Regions from separate parts of the Zea mays genome. Here region 1 is linked to region 2. The links are chromatin contacts, called in public Hi-C maps. All regions are on one chromosome and are shown on one strand. The core of a region is the stretch at or near the end of the contact, and the rest is flanking DNA. Distances in the headings are between cores, read along the strand shown.

The links. A called contact is a pair of places that touch in the nucleus more often than the background predicts.
Region 1: a contact with region 2 is called in a Hi-C map of ear, with 2.4 times the contacts expected there. The contact joins the promoter of LOC103641022 here to the promoter of LOC100217211 in region 2. A contact is called at or near these places in 3 of 25 Hi-C or Micro-C datasets (ear, root tip and tassel).

Annotation. Positions count from the first base shown.
Region 1 is chr10:38,308,209-38,314,565 of Zm-B73-REFERENCE-NAM-5.0, reverse strand. It overlaps LOC103641022 (adenylylsulfatase HINT3), which reads right to left and starts at 1,443. Exons shown (of 7, transcript XM_008664437.3): 1 at 1,021-1,443; 2 at 745-800. The coding sequence starts at 1,284.
Region 2 is chr10:37,860,183-37,865,695 of Zm-B73-REFERENCE-NAM-5.0, reverse strand. It overlaps LOC100217211, which reads right to left and starts at 1,783. Exons shown (of 2, transcript NM_001143568.3): 1 at 1,422-1,783; 2 at 512-1,088. The coding sequence starts at 1,715. The coding sequence ends at 708.

The sequences.
Region 1 (6,357 bases), core at 194-2,693, 450 kb before region 2:
ACAGGACTAACAATTGCACAGATTTTAAAAGTACTCATGTCATCTGGTGCATAAATCACAATGTCCAATGAAGGGGCAAGAAGTGCCATTAGATTTTCTTGAAAAAACACTCGAATGATGGCAATCAAACTACAGCAGAGATGTAAGTCCAATAGGGTATCATTCCCAGTTTTTCAGTATTCTACAAATTTACAGCTCAAGGGCAGAAAAGATTGGTTTGCATATAGCATCTATGATTTATCCAAACACTGAAGAGTGAAGACCAAAACATTCAAGTCCAGATTCTAGCAGTAATGTTTTCTTTCGCTTTAGGCATTAATTATGTCATTGTCATCCATTCATTCTAGTGCGAAAACTTGACTATCCGATGGCCTATTCAAAAACTATTTAGTCAATTGCACAAAAAAGAGTCTAGATTACCCCTTTATCGAGCAAGCGATCTCAACTCCTTCAGTACCCAACATACAGACTATTAGTACATATTATTTCAGACATTCTTTGTCAATTCACGTCAATAGAACATAGCAAACAAAGCAATACAAACTTGATGCAGACAAATAACAAAAACTGCATGTTACTCAAACAAAATCAAACACCCAGTGAAAACTCACGTTACACAACAAGTCACTATCTGTATTTGGTTTTAATCGTGGGTGACAAACTCGAGTAACTTAACGAAATTAAGCACACCAAGAACTGAAGTAATGATAGAGCTGACAAGTGAGAAGAGCATTAAACCCTTACCCGCTTGTTAGAGGTTTAGCATCCAGGATGCACAAGCACATATCATCCTCGTAGAGCTGCAAAATGAAGCACACAACAATCCGAATTAATCAATAAACAGTCAACCAGTTCATCAACAACTGACACACGAGGACATCACGAGAGCAAATTTAAAATCCCCACAGTCCACGAAAGTTCTGGAAAAACCAGAATAAATATAGAACGCCTCGAATAGCGACGCAATTACAAGAATGGTTGAACAGGCTGGGAGCGGGAGGCGCCAGCGTGCATACTAACCTTGAAGGCCTGCGCGGTGCCCGCGACGATGTTGCAGAACACGCAGTGCCCGCCACCCGAGGATCCCCCCTTCTCACCTCCTGCGCAGGGCGACGTGGAGAGGCTCAACTGCATCTCGGCCTCCTCCTCGGCTGCGGTCCGGAGGCACTCCACGCTGGCGACGCAGGCGATGGTGCGTGGAGGTTCGCAACACGGGTGGAAGTGGGACAGGAGCACGGCGAGTCGCCGCTCCGGCGCAGGCTGCGATCCCGGCAGCCGCGGCATCTGGGTGAGGAGGGGGTGGTTGCTGGCGGGCGGCGCGGTGCGGGGCTCTGGAGCTCGTTGACGGTGGCGTGGGAGGGAGAGGAAGAGGACAAATGGAAGGAGTGGGAAGATGAGAACATGAGCGAGGGTCGTGCCGTTATAGACTGTGGAGGTCAGAGGTCACTTCTTGTGTGGTCGCGGCGTTTTATCGGGAGATGCGGGACTTCCAGAGTTTTGTGTCGTTGGGATATAAATCCCGCTCGGGATTCGACGGGTTTGGGCGTTTTTTCCCGTTCCCGACAAACGACGGAAACGAAATTCACTGATTTTTTGAAATTTTTCGTTTGAAATTTAAAAAAATATAAAAGTTTTGAAAAGAGTTTATAAAAATTAGAGGTTCTTAGAAGTTCAGAAGTATATTTATTGTTAAAAAAAATCTATATTTTCATACAAACTAAAATTCAAATTCAATTGTTCTGAACCGTTAACCGAAACTCGAACCTATTAATAAAAAATCTCCTATGTACTTCACAGCCTTCACCCGACAACTCCACTCATTTCATTCTCTCTCTTTCTTCCACTCCCTCAGCTTTCGGCTGTCGCAAGTGACACTAATGAGAGATCTCGCCCAAAATACATCGAGATTCGGTCAGATTTCATCGTTTCTTGACAAGAAAACACCGGATTCTGACATATCAAGCGAGGGCGCGCCAGCTTTAGACACGGACGAGATTCGGCACACTAACGACAAGATTCGTTGATAACTGCTCGGTAATCACTGTTTTCCACTCGTTTTTAGGTTTGTGCACATTTATTAGTAGTATTATATGTTCAGTGGTAGAAGATGACGATTGGTGTACATTTGTTAGTTGATTTTTTGAAAATAGTTGATAATTCATAGTTCAAATCTATTTGTTAATTGTTATTATGACATGATAGTATAGTTTCACAATTATTTGTATTGTTGTAGGCGAGGTAATATAGTTCAATGTTTTCAGACAATTATTTGCATTGTATTTGGCATTTTAAATCTATTTGATAGTGAGCAACATATATTCCTTACTAGTATATTGTTATATATGTTACTGGTATTCCTTACTAGTCGACAATTGTTAGTTTGTATTTTTTAAAATACACTTTTTAGGGGCGAATGCCGTAGCACTAGTATTATTCCCGATATCCTAACCCTAGTGATGTGTCATTTGCTCACCCCGTGTCTTTCTATTGATGTAGGATGGAGGCCTGGAGAACATGTGGCTCATGGATTTCGGCTGTTCGCACCACATGACCGGAAGCTCCAAATATTTCTCTAGCCTCGACCCCGTGATTGGTAAGGAATACATCACATTCGGGGATAAGTCGAGAGGTGGTTGTCTCTCGTGGCTCCATTCGAGTGAACGGGAGTTTTGTTCGCAAGGATGTTGCTATGTTTTCAAATTTGCATTTCCATCTGCTTTCTGTTTCGCAATTCCTTGAGGATGACTATGAAGTGTGTTTTAAGAGGGGTCTTTCTCGTGTTTTGGATGCAAAGGGAGATCTTGTTTGCCAGATTTCTTCATTTGGACGAGTTTTTCGAGCTGGTTTTTCTCATCCTGTCTGCTCCTCTCGATGTCTTTTGGCAAGCTCTTCCTCTTTGATTTGAAAGTGACATAGGAAGCTAGGTCATTTGAGCTTTGATCTTTTGTGTTGACTAAGCTCACTTGGTTCATCCAAGAATTGACCAAATTAAAATTTGAAAATATCTTGTCCATCACCCTTGCCGTCATGGCAAGATGGTTGCTACTTCCCATTCCATGGTTGTCACACCCGGTTTTAGAAGGCAAATCGAATGCGAACCATGTACGTGTCAGGATCAGCAACTCACGTACACAACAATTTACATAACCGGACATCATCACACAATGCTCAAATAATAACATCATCACACAATTTGTTACAAGTGGATTAACATGTTATCACATACAAATTAGAGAATAAAGCTCTCCAAATCGTGCTGTCAGAACTTCTGATGAGGATTACCATGGTACAGTAACTGAAAAAGATCCCAGGTGCAGTGCACCTCGCCGCTGGTGACCCCACGCTCGGATTCGCGCCGACGTTGTGATTCGCGCCCCTGGGCGTCCGGATAACGACTCGGGGTGAAACATCTTTAGCACAGGATGAAGTCGGAGCACTGTGGCCGCTTTGTCACCTCATCCACTTACGTCGCGACGTGGCTGGTGGCCGTCGCGGTGATGATCGCTGTCAACCTGAGCACGCCACACTACTGCCTTGTTACCACGTCGTCGTAGGTCGCTATAGACGGCCTATATATCGACTGAGTCGTTGCTCCAGTGAATGCCACGGTAACCCGCGCCAGTGAACTTCCCCTCTCTCCAGCCGCCAGCACGCCTTCTCCAAATTGGACGCCACCGCTGATGAAATTTATAAATTGATGCCCCAGTGAGCTCCGCTAGGTTATTACGCACCTAGTGCACCAGCTCTCGCCTCTGATCGTCCACCATAGCCTCCCAATTTCCCTTTCCCCCAAATCGGGTTTCCGCGCCACCGTGAACACCTCGCCGTGGCTAGCTCTTTGCGGGTGAGTTCAAGCTTCTTGGCTCGATGTTCTAGCCCCCCTAAGTCTCCTGTTGCTCGTAGACCCTTTTGACTGAGCTAGACCTCCCTGAATCGCCAAGAACACCTCGATTTCCCCTTGGGTTTCGCCGTCGTCGTGGGCAGAAAGGCTCCGGGCGGGAATTGTGCAATTGATGGTCGGCCTAGGGTTGCCAGGGGTAGGATTAGGTGTCGACCAAGTTAGAGCACCGGTGGTTACGCATCTCGGCTGGTACAAGTTCACCGGAGGGCGCGTTCATCGTCGTTCACGTCGTGGACTTGACGCTGTGAAGAAATAGAAGTAGGAGGGGTTTTACGCAAATGTCAATGAAACATAGGAATAGTGCCGCGACCTCTTTTTCTGGTTGTTCAAATCAACAGGGACCTTTGTGCAAAGTCGCCAGCGCGGGCGCGTTTCCTTGTTCGTGGACCGACTCGGGCTGGTTTGAGCACGTTACTATTCATTCCTTTTCTTTTTCTTTTTCTGCCAGACTTAGGAGACTTATAGAAAAATCTAGAAAAATTATAAAATCATGAGGCCAATTTTACTAGACTCCTAAATTCCTCTAGTATTCAATAAAAATAATTCCAAGATTTTTAGCACCAACCATGAATTATTTAGCATTTAAGAAGACCTAAACCTAGTCTTTTGTAATTTTAGAAATTACTTGATAGCTCCAAAAATCATAAAACTTTTTGGGTAAGCTTAATATAATAATCAAAGCCCTTGGGTAAAGTTTGGTATGTTTTGCACATTATTGGATCCCAAACCCAAAACCCTAGCTTCCTAGAATAGAACTTGCCTAACCCTGATAGGGTATTAACCTAGGAAACCCTAATGACTTAGGAGTACCATGAAGGAAAGTTATATTCAAGATATAACTTACTATGTTCTATCATAACTACATGATCATAGCATCACATGGGCATTTATGTGTATATATTGTTATGTTTAGAAAACGAAGAAGTAGTTGTTGAAGAGGAAGTTGCACCACCGACTGAAAATCCACCTGTCGGGGACAGTTTCTACTTTGACATTTGTGGAACAGATCCCGAGTCCCCTACGACACAAGGCAAGCCCCGATGCATTTACCCCTTCCTTATTGTTTTAAATTCTTTATCACTTGAAATGATGCATTAGGTGATAGGAGTTGAGTGCTACACAATTGCTGCATTTCCTACCTTGAAATTGATTACCATTCCTTGATACCTATTGTTGGGGACTTGTTCTCAAATGCTATGAATCAAGAACAAGGCAACACAAAATGTTAAATGTTAATATCCTTCGTCCTTCTAAGCATTATTTCCTTAAGGATATAATGATTTTCGGACGAAGGTTATGAAGGACATACCTTCATCAGCATAAAATATAATAATGAAGAAGGGATTATATGAAGCATAAAGATAACATAAACAGTTGTGTATTATTGTCGAATCATTTCCATTTTATTATGATGGAAAAGTAAAGATAATATTACATTATAAGTGTACCTTCAGCTCGTAAGAAGGTAAAAGCACAAGCGTGATGCAAAAGCCAATGCTGAATCAACGTGAACAGTACAGGGATACTGTTCACCTATTTATAGGCACGGGTCGCAGCCCATGGAAAATTACAAGAATGCCCTTTACATTTATCAATAACTCTATGATAACTCTTCGAGGTCTAATCTGGTTTTTCATCTTTAAGTCGGTTTCCTTTTCCGCCGCTACTCCGAAGCTCTTCTACACACAGCTTCGGCTCTGCGCCAACCTTTGTGCTTCTTTGTACCGTGGCTCTGATCCGAATCCGAAGGTACCTGTTAATGTACTTTACTCCAGAAACATTGTTGAATCATGTTTTTGAGGACCTTCGGAAGCCGAAGGCCCCCAACAGTAGCCCCTCGCAATATTAATTTGTCAGAATGATGAATTCAGATTGCGAAATGGACGAAGGCTATAAGCCGAAGGTCCGAAAAAACACCTTCCTTTTGCTAGAATAGCAACATTCTTTGGCAAATGGGGCCCTCCAGTCTCCGACATAATGGGTTTATAAATACGGGCTCACCACAATTTATTCGGCACGCTCCCTTGCCATCTGTTTTGCCTGCTCAAATAGTTTTCTGGCCACAAATATTTTGTTGCCTCCCTAGTTTTAAGCTTCGGAAGCGAGAGGCAAGAATTCCGAAGAGATGTCTGAGGAGAAGAAGGTTGTTGCCGAAATGAAGCTGAGTCTTTCTGAAGAGATGCATCTGGGTTTTCTTCAATCTATGTCGAAGACTAATACAGAGAAGATCACTAAAGAAATTTTGGAAGGTTTATCTGAAGATACTGGTGATAGCGACAGCTATGATGCGGATAGTGGTGGCGAAGACTCCGAAGATCGACCTTGGCGACCAAGCCATGCGGTTTTCGGCAAATCAAGTATTAAAGAGAGTCATCTTGCCAACATGAGGGGAAGATATTTCCGGGATTTGTCTATTGTAAGGGCCGACGAGGGAGAGAAGACTTGCCCAACTCCTG
Region 2 (5,513 bases), core at 534-3,033:
GTCGGTCCCCAGCCAGCACTTGTAGCACTCATCAAGCTCTTTCTTACTCAAGTCAGTGCTTAATGCCATGTGTTTTTTTCGGGATATAAGACATGGGTCAGGGAATACTACGTACTATGTACGGACGCGCATGCTCCGATCACAGATCAAGTAGGTGCGGCATTCATTTCATATCGGGCGCCCAAATCTACCGCCCCGTCCCCAACAACAGTTTCAAGTTTGCATTAGTGATGGCAGTCAAAGGCCTTTATGGTTGCGGGCTGGTGGCGCTGAGGGGTGAAGAGCCGAGGAGGTGTGGCAACCACCGGCCTTCTTCATCAATGGGCAGGAACGTGAGAGGCATGCAGGAGGGACGATACATTCACTGTCTGATTGCCGCCTCAGTTTCATTGAAGCTTGCTGTTGCACTGCTTCAAGTACTATACCCAATCTCTCGCTAGCTACCACACCGGTGACCTGTCGCCATTACTAGTATTTATTAACTAACTGATTGACTGATTGCTCAATGCATTTATGCAGTTTAATTTGAGGCTGGCTTCACCATTTTGTATTTTGTCATGTCACCATGCATGCACGGTAGTTTCACATTTCCAATTTTCATTCGACCGCTCATGCATTACCCAGGTAATAGTAATACTAACCCATGCACCACTACTACGTAACTACGATTTCCTTTCTACAATCTGCTGCCGGTGAAGTGCATGTGCCTAATGGAGAAGGCTCAGGGTCTCCAGCGGCTTGACGGCGGCATCGATCCTCCAATGGGCCACCGCCGCAGGCGGCACAGCAGGTGCCAGAGGCTGCACGAACTTGCAGTTGGGGCAGGACGGGGAGGACTTGCACAGCATGACTAGGAGATGGCAGTTGGCGCACGGCACGGCCACCATGCTGCCTCCAGAGAACAAAGTGCCAGCGGGTTTCCTTGGCTCGTCCTCGTCGTCGGAAGCAGCGGCAGCAGCACCGTTGGCGGCACAGTTGTCGATGGCGGCAGCCGTGGAGATGTTGAGGTCCAGGTTCACGCTCTGCACCTGGGGTCTGACCCAGCTCTTCTTCAGCGTCTTCCGGTTGAGGTAATACATCCTCCCAGACTGCATGCATAAAAAAAACACAACACAGCTAGGATCAAAAGGCAGTACAGGTACACGATGATCCATTCATGTTTTTGGACCATGATCTAGCTCGTGAATCGTGGCTCCGATTTTAATGCAGGACACTTCAAGGAATAGGAATAGCTGTCCACTAGCAAAAGGCTTTCTGTCACTACTAATAGCTTTTGTAAACTACGTGTCGGCATATTAAATTCTCACATTATATGCACATGAAAACATTAGATGATTACTGTAGTTTATTGAACTAGAAGCAGAAGGAATAATAAAGAATTGAGATATAGCTGCCGTTCGAGAGAAATTAAAGGTACTCACTTGGAGGTCGAGGCACTGCTCCCAGTCGAGAGGCAGTGGGTCGTTGAGCTGGAGCTCCAGGCTCGCGGGCGGCTGCTGAGGCTCCTCCCAGCTGGCGGTGTAGTGCTTCCTCTTCTTCCGGGAGGTTCCGTCAGACTCGGACGAGGAGCTCTTGGCGGCCAGGTCACCGGCGGCGAAGCCCGGCCACACAGGGCCGAGCGACAGCTCCGGCTGCAGCTCCATTGTCTTGTGCAAGCTCAGGCACCGGGCGGCCTCCTGCTGGAGCTTCTTCACCCTGAGGTACTCGGTGTTCATGGTCGCGTGGCTGGCCGCTGGCACCAGCACCACACCACAGGTCTATTTATATATATGTGGTTCCAGACAGTACCGCTTGGTGTAGGAATAGCTCTTGACAACTGGGTGATGAGAGAAGGTACCGCTTGTTGGTGGTCGTCTTCTCTTCTCCTACGGATAGCACAGCACTGTGGTTTTGATTGATGGGGTCATGCTCATGCTGAGTTCATGCAGGGGAGGAAGGAGGCTTTGAATGGCCTTCATCCAGCCCGCATTAACGGGAGGGCAGGCCGGCATTGAAGGTGGCAAGTAGCTAGAGTGGCCTTAAATGTCGCAAATCTCTCCACCTCCACTCCATTTATTAATAGGCCTCTCTACATGCCCGGGCTGTACGTACACGTCATAATGCCAGCCCAGCCCAGCCCAGGAGAGCCACCACAAAATCTAGTACTACTGTCGCATGGCCTTGCTTGCCCTGCATGTAAGCTCTATGTAGGCTGGTAGGATTTGAAGCGCGTTCAGCGGCAGGAGCAGGTGCAGGTGCAGGTGCCTGGGCAGGGCAGCGGCTGTAACTGAGATGGTGTTGGTGGTTCGCCTGTTCAGAAGGTTGGCAGGAGCTGTAACTGAGGAGTAGTGGATCGGAGTTAAGGCGGTTAGGAGCTCTCCGGCGCCCCGTACGTGAAAAATAGGGGTCTCCAAGACGTGCACATCGCCGGAAGAGCATGGATGAGGAAGATACGTTGCCTGTTGAATTGAAGACGTACAGCCTTACACATTGTATGTGTATCAGACTCAGAATATATACACGTTGGCCTTGAACGGATTCACAAGTTGGGATCGACGACGCTTTACGTACTAACCATCTGTACATCGTCACTTCTTGTAGTATTATTGCCTGCGTGGCACTAATGTAATGGTAAGCAGTGTCCTAGCTATTCATGATAAACACTGCAACGCAATATCTGTGAGGCAGGAAACAACAGTGCACAGAATTTAGTGCACGCAGGGTAGCTCCGATAGACGAAGCCGGTGGTGCACGTCGGCCGGTTGGAAGAGAAGGACATCCGTATCCTCCATCTTCAACAGTACCGATACTGCTACTGCTGATCGTCTCCATCAGCGCTGCACAGGTCTGGAGGTAAGTAATGGCTATGCGTGTGAGCCTCAACAAGGTAGGAGTAGTAGATGCAACTAGCAGCTCGGTGGTTCATGGTCGGCCATGGACACCACTGGAGTGAAGGAGAAATCCACAAGGCAGAAGCACAGCAGAGAGAGAGAGAAGAGCCAGCGCGCGCTCTTCGCCGTGTCATATTAAATCACCCCTTGTACCCTCTGAACTTCATACTTGTGTACCTACGCCCATTAACTCCGCCGTTATTATGAACTGCTTGTGCTTGTGGGTGCGCATTCATGCCTTCTATTCAAGTACTAGGTGTAGGAGTATTGATTTATCTCTTCAACCCCCGGTCCAAATTGATTTCGTTCCCATACTAAAAAAACTATAGAAACAGCTCCGTGGAGTAAATAGCTAGGACAAGACATTAGCAGAGAATAAATATTAGGCTTGTTTTTGTTGGCCCATGTACTCTCCATGTTCACCAGTGCCAACCATAGCAATAAATGCCTCCGTCTCCATGGTTGTTGGGACCGTGTATGAACCAACTCATGTTTTAACATCTTTCTCCTATTGATTTGGTTTCGCCCTTCTCTTCATTTGATTTGACTTTGTCTTTTCTCTTCCACTATAGATTTTTTTAGTGTGGGTTCCATAAGGTTGGATCCAATGTGGTCTATACTGCCTATTGACATAGCCCGGACGGTGGTCGTGTATCGACTGTATTGTCTCTCCATCTATTCGGCTGATCGATCGGTAGGGTTGTTGACCGGTTAGTCGGGTCATACTGATCGGTGCTACTAATTGATCGGCGGGATGTTGATCAGTTAGTCGGGTCATACTAGTCGGTGCTACTAATCGGTCTGTTGGATAGCTAGATCGGTTATACTAGGTGACTTCTGGTTGGACAGCCTAGTCGATATCTACCTGAAGCAAACGGTACCGGTCGTCTTTAGCGATGTGGTGTGTTTTGACAGGTTAGTCGGGTCATACCGGTTGGTGCTACTGATCGGCTGTTTTGGAATGTGTGCCATCTCATTTAACCATTTTTTAATTGTTTGGAGTTTAAAAAAATCATTTAAAAAACTGGAATCTAGCCTATAAATAGAGAGGGTGTTTAGATTCATTCACACCCCTCACTCTCCAATTCGCTTGTCTTCCATTGTATTATAGTCTCCCACTCTATTTGAATGTAGATCCTAGCTGGAGGTCTAACCTTCAAACCATAGACACGACAATTAATGCCCCAAGCAGCGATAGTGATACATTTTCATTTGGTTCGCTTACTTCGATGCTCTTCAATTCTGATAGCGAAGGGACTAGACGAAGACGAAGGATGAAAGGTCAATAATCACATATACATTTCTTTAAAGTCCACACATTTTTAGGTCCACAGTAGTTTTAAGTTTATATCTATTTAGGTCCATGTGTGGCAACTGCATTTAATGGACCCATTGATAGCAACGATAAGATGGGATCGATCTTTTAGGGTCAAAGAGCCAACTCCTATAACTCCACCACAAAAGCTCTTTGCCACCATACCTTAAGCAGCTAAAGGATTGGTGATCAGTGAGAAACCTAAATGTCACACTCTTCAATGAGATCTACAACTAATTGTACGTGATTCAACTAAGTGAAGCAGATGATGCTATATTGCTTGGAGCATCTAAGGAGAGCTTCTGCAACAAGCACGGCGAAACTAACTTTAAGCTAGAGCACATATGGTGTCGCAAAACCTCCCAAGTTATTAGGCCCACATGCACCTGTCCTTGTATCAAAGACCTCAGACGGCTATGCATGTGCACCAAACAACTTAACAGGATCTGTCCGAGTGTCCCAAGGACCCCGGATAAACCACTTACTGTCACACCCAAATTTAAGGAATGAAGCCGGGTGCGTCTCATATGTATGCCAAGGAAAAACAACACATATAATAACAGAGTGCATAGAGATAAATGTCATAAATTCATAAATATACTTATTACATAGCGGAAGTCTTACAAAATAAATGATAAATAAAACGAACTAATTATTATTTCTCTGGCGCCAAAAAGCTGACTGAGAGACACCACCTAGATCAAGTCGAACTCCTCATTGTGCGGCTCCTCTTCGACCACCTGCTCTTCACCTGTGGGGGGGTTTATATATCGCAAGAGTGAGCTCACAAAAGATCATAGCTCAGCAAGTCGTGGGGAATAATGTGCATGAACTCACCAAAGGTGGGAGTTCATGTGAGGTGTAAGGCTGATCAATAAATAAAGGTTAAAGCTGAGCATTGCTTTTATAAGTTGGTCAAAATTTTATTAGCAGTTACTAAATGTAAGTAAATACCAATCCATAGTAATAGTAAGTCAAAAATAGTAATAAATCCCAATGCGATGCAAATGAAAAATTGAATTTAATTTCATAAATTAATCATGTGACTGTCCGAGCTGCACATGACCGTGAGCATGGCTAGTATACCAGTTTTACACTCTGCAGAGGTTGCACATCTTTACCCACAAGTCGTGTTACCCATTTGCCATGGGGTTTATCGGACCCCATACATCTCTACCAAGGAAGCGAGGCAGGGTTTCACTATGAGGCCTTTACAAAGTTCCACTAGCTTCAGAAAACCCGCTACAGTTTCTAGGAAGCTCCAGTGTAGGGATCCCTCGTCTGACTGCCATCGCAGCAAAATCAACCCAAGGACCTCCCTACACTGA